Regions from separate parts of the Mus musculus genome. Here region 2 is linked to region 1. The links are chromatin contacts, called in public HiChIP or PLAC-seq maps. All regions are on one chromosome and are shown on one strand. Each heading gives the region's core, a stretch centred on a gene start, on an enhancer-like site or on the middle of the called end of the contact. The rest is flanking DNA. Distances are from core to core; before and after follow the strand shown.

The links. HiChIP or PLAC-seq counts read pairs in DNA pulled down with a chosen protein or histone mark.
Region 2: a contact with region 1 is called in an H3K27ac HiChIP or PLAC-seq map of heart atrium, with 4 times the contacts expected there. The contact joins two enhancer-like sites. A contact is called at or near these places in 1 of 15 datasets of contacts at CTCF or cohesin (the NIH/3T3 cell line), 1 of 484 Hi-C or Micro-C datasets (bone marrow-derived macrophages), 2 of 115 datasets of contacts at active chromatin or transcription factors (embryonic stem cells and heart atrium) and 1 of 9 other capture datasets (embryonic stem cells).

What each region holds. Positions count from the first base shown.
Region 1 is chr1:151,887,807-151,893,094 of GRCm38.p6, forward strand. It overlaps 1700025G04Rik (RIKEN cDNA 1700025G04 gene), which reads right to left. Exons shown (of 6, transcript NM_197990.3): 6 at 1-5,288. Among named protein-coding and RNA genes, the nearest start is that of Edem3, 140 kb to the left of the region's middle. Within about 2 kb of position 2,660, at least 77 of the 459 cell types and tissues checked have an H3K27ac peak or open chromatin away from gene starts, as enhancers often do. A contact at or near this core is called in heart atrium, where this site is marked.
Region 2 is chr1:152,166,581-152,171,759 of GRCm38.p6, forward strand. No RefSeq gene overlaps it. Among named protein-coding and RNA genes, the nearest start is that of 1700025G04Rik, 79 kb to the left of the region's middle. Within about 2 kb of position 1,896, at least 21 of the 459 cell types and tissues checked have an H3K27ac peak or open chromatin away from gene starts, as enhancers often do. A contact at or near this core is called in heart atrium, where this site is marked.

The DNA.
Region 1 (5,288 bases), core at 1,410-3,909:
AGACCCTGAAGGTCTGGACTGAAACGCTAAGCTTTTATTTTATTTTTGACTCCTGGGGCTGAGCCAAGTCGCCCCCTGAGGTCTAATTTTCAACCCTGTAGAACTGAAGGCAGTTCTGGCTAAGTTTAGGCTGCTCTTTTTACTTTAAATCGTATTCAGTCAAACTCAAAGACCTGGTCTAAAAATAGTCCCCGGGAAGGGGAGAAGAATGTACCAAGGCAAAGAGACAGTGCCATACAGGAGACTTGGGCATGGTGGGACCTTCCTGACTTTAAGGAATCCCTCTGGCTTCCAAGAGATAAGAGCCATCCCCACATCATCCCGAGGGAACGTGCAAGTTGCTAGGTTAGAAGCAATCAGCATCTCGAAGACCTAGTCACAAGGAACCTGGGCAAGGACATCCTTTTGAATGAGGGTGACTGTGGGTCCCCTCCAGGTAGCACCTTTACCAGCTGCTGGAGCGATGAGTCATCTCTTGCCCCAGGAGTCTTATGAAGCCAGGAGATGAACTCTGTGGAGTTCCTGAGCTGCTGGCCCATCCTTGGACTACAGTGACCCTCTCTAGGTTACCACATGACTTCTGAAAACGTTTAAGATCTTGAGAGTCATATCTAGGTCTGGTACTTAAAACTAGCCTGGAAAATTCAGACTCTCGATCAAAAAGAAACACTCAACTGTAGCCTACCAGAAAGGATCTCCATCCAGGTCACTGGTCCAGGCATTATCTCCTCAGCCTTTCAGATCTCTCTGCGTTTAGCCTACCGAAGAAAAGCCTCTGAAGAAACAAGCTTAGGGGACTGAGGGGAGCCGGGGGATCCACAGCACCCAAAAGGTGGAATAAGTTGCCTCTTTTCTCAAAAGCTGAAAGGATGTGACAACCCTCTCCCACAAGCCTTCTCCCTCTGAGCCCCAAAGTCTTCTGTCACCAGTGGCTTCTTCAGGTTCTTGTGCAGTTTATAGGATTAGGGAGGGCCAGCTAAGAGTCCCCATGAAGATAGTAAGCTGGTAACGGAGCCAAAGAGAGACTGTAGAAGGTGGATGCCCCTTCAAGGCTTGTTTTTTTTTTTTCACAGTGTTGCAAGGTGTGTAGTAATAATACTAATAGAAATATACTCTAATGATGTTTCCTCTTTCAACACATGTGTTTTCGTTGGACAGATGGATTCAACTGTAAGACACACTTCTTAGAACTCGGGGGTGAAGGGACTGTTTTGAGGGACACACGGAATAAGGACAGCATGTCATCGGCAACACTAGCCACAGACTGAACATAAATAACAACGATTAGAGCTGCTTTTCCTCTTCCCACTCAAGATAAACTCAGATCTCAGCTACGATGGAAACCTCAGCATCACTAACGGCCCCAGGCTTTGTCATAGGGGCAGGTATTCTCCCACAGACTTGTGAGGGTTGTTTCATCCCCCCCCCCCCCGAGATATAATAGAAAAGGTGACTGTGGACAGATATCAAGGTGCCTTCCCCATAGATATTAGAATCATCCACTTATCTGCAAAAAGGAGATCCACGGACCTCATTCAAGGCATTCCACCAGTTTATCCCAGAGCATCTGTAGAGGGCTCACATAGCTTTGCAGGGGCACCTTGGGGTCTGCCAATCCACCCATGATGTCTTGAAGGCCCTGCTTCCAGCTACTATTTCATTATGCCTTTTAAATACATCATCCCTACCCACCGACCATGCCTTATTTTTCTATTGGAGTTATAAACAACTTAACAAAAGGACTGATTTCTAAAAAGGTAGAAAGAAATATAGCCCAGAGATAGCTTTCTGGTGGAAAGAGCCAGAAAGGCAGTGTTCATGTAAAATTAGAGTACAACATGATGCTGCCCCATCCCTTGTTTTTGAGAGAAGCTTAAGGGAGCGAATTCTGATACCAATCACTTTGTCTTTCAAATGTCTTTTGTCTTTTCCTCCATTAAGAAGGTGATCTTTTCTCTTACTATAAAACAAACATATTTAATGAAGTTTCTTTTCTCAGGACTAGTAGAGATGGGGCAACTTTTAAATTCTCACCCAGCATCTAAACAGGACTTCTCACTATGCCAAACTGCACTGTAGGTGACTGAGGGACAGCTCAGGGGAGGTGTAATCTGTTTCAGCAGGGTTATAGGACTTCTGCTGGAAGAGGAGGAAACATGGATGTGAGGTTGGGTGGAGGACGAAGTTATAACTTAAGGTCGGAGGCCATCAACTGGGTCAAGTGTGAAGCTTACCACACCCGGCTGGGCAGTTGTCTCTCTGGTACACCCAGGACACAGAGCGGCTCTATAGTGGAGGAACAGGCAGGCGCCTGGGAGCTGAGAACCAAGGCTATTCCTGGGCCATGTATTTCTTACTTGAGTCATCAAAGGCCAGCTTCAGATGCTAGGCACAGCAGACAGGGAGAGACCAGCCACTGTGTGGCTGTTTCTGGGGGCTGACCTAGTTTTCTCATCACTGGACTTTGAAACTTCTTTGTTCCTAAATAGACCATAATGTCACTCTATGCTTCTGCTTAAGCCTGGGGCTAGGAGGCCTGGTCGAGGTAAAAGCCTCTTTTGAGCTTGTCTGCCAGTAAGAAACACGTACTCAATTATGAGAGCAGCACTCTGTGGTCCTGAATCGCTGCCAAGCAAAAGAAAGCCGCGCACATACTGCTGAACCTTTACAACTCTACAACGTGGGGAAGGCGAGCCGTGCGTAACCCAGCTACACATCTCTCCAGCAGGCCCACTCCGCCCACTGGCCGCTAGACCAACTGCCATAGCACACAGCCACACTAAAAGCTCTCCAAATAACCTCTGTCCATTCTTCAACATTTGTTTCCTGGTTTTACCAGGCCATTTCCCTGCCTTCCTCCCTCCTCCCAACTCTCGAGTCCTACAGACAGGACAACTAGCAAGATGTTCCACTATCTCTACTGGACGATTCTTTTCATTATACCTGAGACAGTCTGCTTAATGTTCTGACATGGGGGAGGGGCATATATTTTTAATTTAGATCCTTCCAGAAGGTATAGAAAAATAAAGTACAAACACAAATCACTTGACAATTTTATGATTCAAACCAACAAATGGAAAACAGACAGTTTTGAGTGTTGCTAACACAGTCAGGCATTTCATGCCAACCCAGTCATCCATCCCATTTCTTGGACCTATTTCTAGAGGCGACCAAACGTGCGTCTGAAGATAGAATCACTTCGTTTTACAGCAAAGTATCCGAGAGGAACATGGGCGAGAGAATGGTGGAAAACCGCTGTTTCCTAAACAGCACTTAGGGGCTCATTAACACTCAAAAGTGAGGTTCCCGAGAGACATGAGTGACATCCAAGGTGCTACCTGTGACCGAGGGAAAGGACATGGGTGTCTCATCTTCGGGTACAGGGAGCTGGTCTTCTGGAAAGACACTGTCTTAGACACCAAGTAGAGGAGTCAAACGGAAGACGTTAACATTCACTTCATTCTTGCTTGATAAGAACATGAGATTCCGGAATAGGCCATCCAGAGAACAGTGAACAAAGTCTCCAGTGAACAGGGCTGAGGTGGGGTTTAGCAGTTCATTTACAGTTGAGGAAAACTATTTTTGTCCTTTGGCCGAAAAAACACACGAAGGGAGGGAACTTAAAACCCCAGACTGCTCGACTCTCCCCGTATTTTCTGCTTGAAGCTGGATAAAAAGCCTAAGCTTTGGGCTGAAACTCTGTTTATATAACGACCACAGCTGCTCCCCAAAATAGCTGCTGCTGGATGCAAGAATTATGGCATTTTGTTGCTAAACACCCGAGTCCATTTTCTATAGAACTCCACTGCATTTTCCCCCTCGCTTTTGCTGCCTTGGGTCTGACAGGAGATGAAGAATCTGCGGACAGCTTTGAAAGCCAAGGCTCATTTCGGCAAGAACGAATTTAGCTTCCTGTTTTAGTCTGTGTGGCAGACAATTTCCAGACAATTGGGAGCATCTTAACTGTCTCTCTTGTAACTATTCCATCTTCCAAGGTGGCAGGCAGTGTGGCTGATCGTGAGACCCTTGAAATTCACAACCCTCTGAGAAAAACACAGCATTCGTGTGTGTGTGTGTGTGTGTGTGTGTGTGTGTGTGTGTGTGTGTGTAGGACAAGCTCAATCCAGGACTGCTGGCGTGGCATTTAATAGGGTGCCCTCCCCTGAAAGTAACAAAGAGAACCCTCATCAAAGCTATCAAACACGATTAAAAAAATACAAAAGTTATTTTTTCTCCTTTTGATTGCTATTTACTTGTGACAATATTTGTTAAAAATATTACTTCTGTCTTTGAGAAGAGATCATTCTCTTCATATAGTATGGAAAAATAAACTCTACTGAACACACAGTCAACACTCCCCACCACCAGGGGCTTTTGGCTTTCACTTCTCCAAGTAACATCACCAGCGTGGATGTCCTATGTTTTCTAGTAGGCAGACATTTTTTTTTTTTTTTTTAACCCACACTACCAGAGCTGGAAACAGAAACGAATGAAGGGGCAAGGCTCACATAACACATCGAAGGGGGAACTCAGAAAACAGCGTGTTCTGATAAGTTAACAGAGTGAAAGGTTGACAGTGGTTTCCAGCCCTCCTAAGAAGTCACGGGGTTGTCGCCTCATCTCCTCTGACCACTCACAGCCCTTCCAAACCATGTTCGATGTCTCCAGAAGGGTGGGGAGCCATTTAGGCCAATCATCAGTGTCCCTGTGAAGGAGGACTTAGCTTCCACACCTAGGGTCATCTTTAACTGAACTGGATGAATGGGAGAAGACAAGGATACAGAAAAACAGCAAAATGTTTATTTTCTTAGAAAAAAAAGTGAGGAGGGAGGGGTTGAAAATGATTGTGGTCACGTGGTCACACTTCCATTTGCATCTGAGCAAAAGCCAATGCTACAAGCTTAATCCTGCACTAAGAGTCCTAGTAAGCGGAACAACCTACTGCTCACTTGTTCCTTTGTCACTTCCGGGAGTCAGGTTAGGTTACAACAGGCTTTCAATCAATTGTGGCTCTTTCAAGCAGAGAAACTAGGCTCACCGTGGCCACCATCCCATGTCCAAAGCCCCACGTTACCAGTGAGAAGCAAGGCTCAGGCCATCTCTGGACCACTCGAAAGAGATGGATAAGGAGAATAGAAGGGAGGGGATGCTTGACATCAAAGCAGAACCAGGCTAGAACTGACATCTGTATCAGAGTTCACCTCTACCCAATCGCCGAGGATACAGGCTAGAGAGCATCCTGAAACCAATAACATCTTTAAAGTGAACTGCAGAATTTTGCTGCATAC
Region 2 (5,179 bases), core at 646-3,145, 280 kb after region 1:
ATATATGATATATGTGATATGTGATATATGATATATGTATATGTATATGTATCCTCCCCCCACTTCCCTATCACCTCACTTCATAGAAGGAAATTTAGAGCATATGTATTAACCACAGAAATTATCCTAGGTACTGAAAATTCCAAAATGAATGGTACACTATCTTCATGATCAGAAACCTTAGTGCCTAGGGGAAGAGAGATGATGAAAAACAGAATCTATGGAGAAGGAGAAGAGGAAAAGGATGATGTAATAGGGAATTGAATGGATGGGGACATAAGAGGAAGAACTTACTTTCCTTGGGAATAGCAAGACCCAGGTTTTGAGTGGCATTCCTTGCAAGAAAGTAAAGCTTTATCTGGGGCATAAGGTCCATCGACATCTGTAGAATGTGGAGGTGCAGGGGACCATTCACTGCTCTCCAATGCCAGTCCCCTCAGAACCTTCCTCCTAACCTTTGTCTAGTCGAGTGTGGGCCTGCAGAAATTGGCCCCATCCCCTGCTTAAGACAGATGCTAATTAGACAAGGTTAACAACTATAACAATTACATTCCTATTGTCTTAGTTTGGGTTCTTATTGCTATGATGAAACACTGTGACCAAAAGCAGGTTGGGAGGAAGGGGGTTATCTGACTTATCCTTCCACACCCATAGTCCATCACTGAAGGAACTCAGGGCAGGAACCTGGGAGACTGGAGCAGATCATCAGAGGCCAGCCGTGAAGGATGCTGCTCACTGGCTTGCTCCCCATGGTTTGCTCAGCCTGCTTTCTTATTGAACCTAGGAGCATCAGACTAAGGACGACCTTACCCAAAATAGGCTGGGCTCTCCCCAACCAATTAAGTAATTAAGAAAATACTCCACAAGCTTGCCTACAGCTCAGCCTTATGAAGGTGTTTTCTCAATTGGGGTTCCCTCCTTTCAGACTATTCTAGCCCACGTCAACTTGACATAAAATTAGCCAGCACGCCTATGAATATTGGATTTAGACACAGCTACATGTGTCAAACTGAGGCCATCGATATGTGATGCCTACTGTGGAACATTTAGGGAAGTTTCTTTCCCAGTATGGCAGCAACACATGAAGACGGGATCCCCCTGTAGTCTCTCAAATATGGCCCTTTACATTACAGAAGGCTCACAGGAGAGGAAAATAGGAAATACCCACTGAAGGGCTTTGGGCTCCTCAGGGCTTCTGCTTCACTAGAGCAAGGAAGGGAGTTTTTCCTGTGGTCATGATTGGCACCATGGTACATCCAGACTCAAGGTGCCCTTGGCTTAGGGTGTAGACATCCACATAGGCAGATGAGGCTATCAGCTCTCAGAAGGGGGTGGCTCTTTGGCAGACAACACTTGGTTGGAGTGACATGTCTGTGGGTGCTCTGGAGCCTCACCCAGCCTTCCCAACCACGGCCATGTGCTTAAGCCATGTCCTCATCCACTGCTGAGACCAGCGAAAGGCACGCTGCACTTACCATAATATCTCTGAGCGCTCAGAAAACAAGAAACTGCGGTACTGTTGCAGACAGTGGGGAATCCTTCTGGGTACCCTGAATAGCACAAGAATCTGGAAGAATAAACCCCCGAGGGTCTGTTTCCTTATCCCTGCTGAACTGGGAAGCTGTTTTGCATTTTTTCTGTTTTTATATCATTTCTAACACTTCTTCATTCAAGTTTTTCCTTGTGCTGCTGTACTTGTTTGGGTTCATATGTCCAGTACGGCTCTGGCTGGCTACAGAGTCTGCACTTGGCCTGGCTACTCCAAATTTAGCTTGCTGACCCCACAGATACAGTCCTCTCAGCTGTGTGTCTGTGAGCTTCTCTGCTTTCAGCTGGGCAGGGAAGTGGGGCTGGGCAAACCTCCAGGCCTTTGGATTGACCTTCTGCTCAGATAAGCTTTTGAGGATGTCTCTACTTGGGGAACAGTGACAGCTCAAGTTCGTCACTGGGTTTAAACTTGTGCCTTTGTGACAGACCAACAGATTTAGAGCTGACGTTATAATTGGAGTGAAAATGCCCTCATGTGACTTGAACTAAACAGACTTCCTCTGATTAGAGCCACAAGGCCAATTAATCGCAGGATTTCAGGCAGAAGTTCTAGAGAGGCACCAAGCCATCTAATCCGTGTGAGATAAGTCAATCAAAGATGGTCTTTGGCCTATGTACTTATGTAAATTAAGTTCAATTTCATTTTGGCAGTTTCTGTAGTGTATAGCCGGAAAGTGTAGTAAAATGAGACATATTGTTTATCATTTACTTATTTGTCTATTTATTTGTTTATTTATTTATTTATGCTGGGGACATAATGTAAACCGGAAGCACATGAAGCAAACTTCTACGCAGACCTAAAGTCCCAGTGGCTTTAGATTCATTTGGCCCTAAAGTCAAAATCTCTGCTCCCTTCCTTGTTAGGTGAGGCTGTTATATATTTTCTCTGATCCTCAGACTCCCGACTGAATAATGCCTATCTCATAGGACTATTGTGAAAGATCGGATTAGACATAGGTCAGATGTCCTGAACATAATATATGCATAGGAAGTAGTATTATTTCTAAGTCCCCAAGGGGAGGGAGCTTCCGAGCATGCTCTGCAGGTTCATTTTACAAGGTTGGAAAGGAAACCGTGTCAAAAAAAAATTATGAAAGTTAGTGTTAGCCAAAAGTTTTAGGGGGCTCGGAGAGATGCCTCAGTTGGTAAAGTGATTTGATACTCAGAATCCAAGTAAAATAGCTTGTGGACATTCACCTGTCACCTAACATTGGGAAGGAAGACACAGGAGGATTCTTACAGCTTGCTGGCTGTCCGCTGTCCTACAGCTTGTCAGTGTTGCCAAACCAACACGCTCCATTCAGTGAGAGACATTGTCTTAAATGCACAGTGTAAAGAGTAATTGAGGAGGCCAACCGACTTAGACCTATGGCCCTCGCATGCACATTCACACATATGAGCATGCGTTTGCATACTGTCAGCACGCAGGCACTCAAGCACACACACACACACACGCACGCACGCACGCACGCACGCACGCACGCACGCACGCACGCACATGTGAACACACAGAGAGAGACAGAGGGAGGGAGGGAGAGTCTTGTATACATCAGACTCCTCCTCTAGAAGCATCCATATGTAATGACTCATTGCATTCTCACAATGCTCTTTATCTCTGTCCCTCAGATGAAGACCCTCAGGCACAGAGGAGATTAGCTCGCCTTTCTGAAATGGGGATTCAGCACATGCCTGAGCTACTTGAGTCCTTTTCAGGGGCTGGTTAGCTTGAGGAAAAAAAAAAACATTCATTCAGCCATTCTCATTATTCTTGGATCTTTTTCTAGACTGGTCACATCGTTACCCAAGCTTAAGAATGTCCCCTTGTTCCCTAAAAGTGATGTATGGGGAGGGGCGACGACGATCCATTCCGATTTTCTCAAGCTAAATCCCGGCCTCTCCCAGATCAATAGAGAAACATGTGCGTAGTTCTGGAGAAAGCAATTTCTGATTTATCTTTGTGATCATTTCAGGTTCATATACATGTGTATTATATCAGCAAAATGAAACAGAAAAAACCCAGTAAACAAGCAATAACAAAACGACCAAACAATGCTCCCCCAAACCAGGTAAGTATGAACTCATCAGAAAGAAGAAAAGTCCTCTGATCCCATGTGGCCTGAGCCTGTGGGAACGGCATGGAAGCAGACTGTGGTGGCCAATTTGTTCAGGTTCAGCTTCACTTAAACATATGAATTTAATTACCTCTGAGGGCTCTGTTCACCAAATGATCTTTGAGCATCTCTTATGCTGTGAGACACTGAAGGACTCAGGACTAGAGAAAGACTCTGTGCCTTAGGTCAGGTTTGGAGGGACTTCCTTCCCAGCAGGAATCTGAAATTTAATGTTGGGTCACTCTCCTCCAAGGACCGCCCATCAGCCACTGCTCTTAAAGTCTCGCTCTTGGCTACCTTTCACCCACAGCTTCACTTCCTCTTCTTGCCGTATTCCTGACTATCGGTCTTGTCTTCATTCAGTACTTACCTGGTCCTCAACATTTAATCCATGGGACTGGGTTTTTATTTTCTTAAAAAAAAAAAAAAACAGTTGTATTATTTAGCACAAGCAGGCCTTGTCCTCTTCATCTTCTTGGCTTCCATTTCTGAGTTCTGAGGTTTCAATGATTCGGCTAATGGACCAGGAAGCCCAACAGTACCACACCCACGTTTCTATCCTCTGAGTGCTGGGACTACAGATGTAAGTCACCACAACAGGCCAGCATTCGAGCTTCAGGTCGTACAGTTACATGACATTTTATCAACATGCACGTGCTCCATTTCACTCTGTGCCCTGGTTCTCTGCGTAGTCCCTCCACTCCACTTTGTCCTCATCGCTAACAACCCATGGTATCAGAAGCTGGAGTACTGTGTCAGGCTCTGATCACACAAGTCCTACTGTTATATGATCCAGACTAAATTTGTAATGATTTCTCTGTTTTTTTTTCTTTTTTCTTTTTTCTTTTCTTTTTTTTTTTTACCAGTTTAGGCCAAGCATGGAACTACATGGCAATGTCCTAAGTGCCTCCAGTCTTTCTGCAGGTCACACTTAAGACACACCTGCTTAATGAGCACGCTCGTCAGTCTTGAGCTACTATGAGCCTGTGGGCTGCTACAGGGGAGCCATGGCGCAATTACTGCCGGGTAGTTCGAGCTGCTACCTGGGCATCCGTGCCTTTGTTTACGGCTCAGATGAACAGATTTTAATGATCCAGAGAAAATGAGCACAAGCTGCTGCTGCCAGTTAATATGAATTCTGAATAAATAAATGCAAATGGAGTTGTGGGTGACAATGGCTCCCTTTTGATTCTGGCCTCCTTCGTCTGTTTTTTGCATTAGTGGGCACTCTCGATGAAGGTTGAAAGAACTGTTCATGCTGGAGTCCGCGCCAGCCTTTCACCTCTGAGCATTTTGACACAGCAAGGTGCAAGGGAGCCCTTGTCAGGGCTCCAGGAACCCTCCCCACCGCCACCAGCTGAAAGTACATCCTGTCCTAGCCTGGAAACACCCGATGAGATCCACAGTCTCAAAACGTGCCATTTGCTTCTATGACAACGCCAGAAACATGCAAACATTATACATTTTAGCAAAATCCCACACATTAGAGAGCAAGTTTCTGACTATCTGAGATGTTTGGT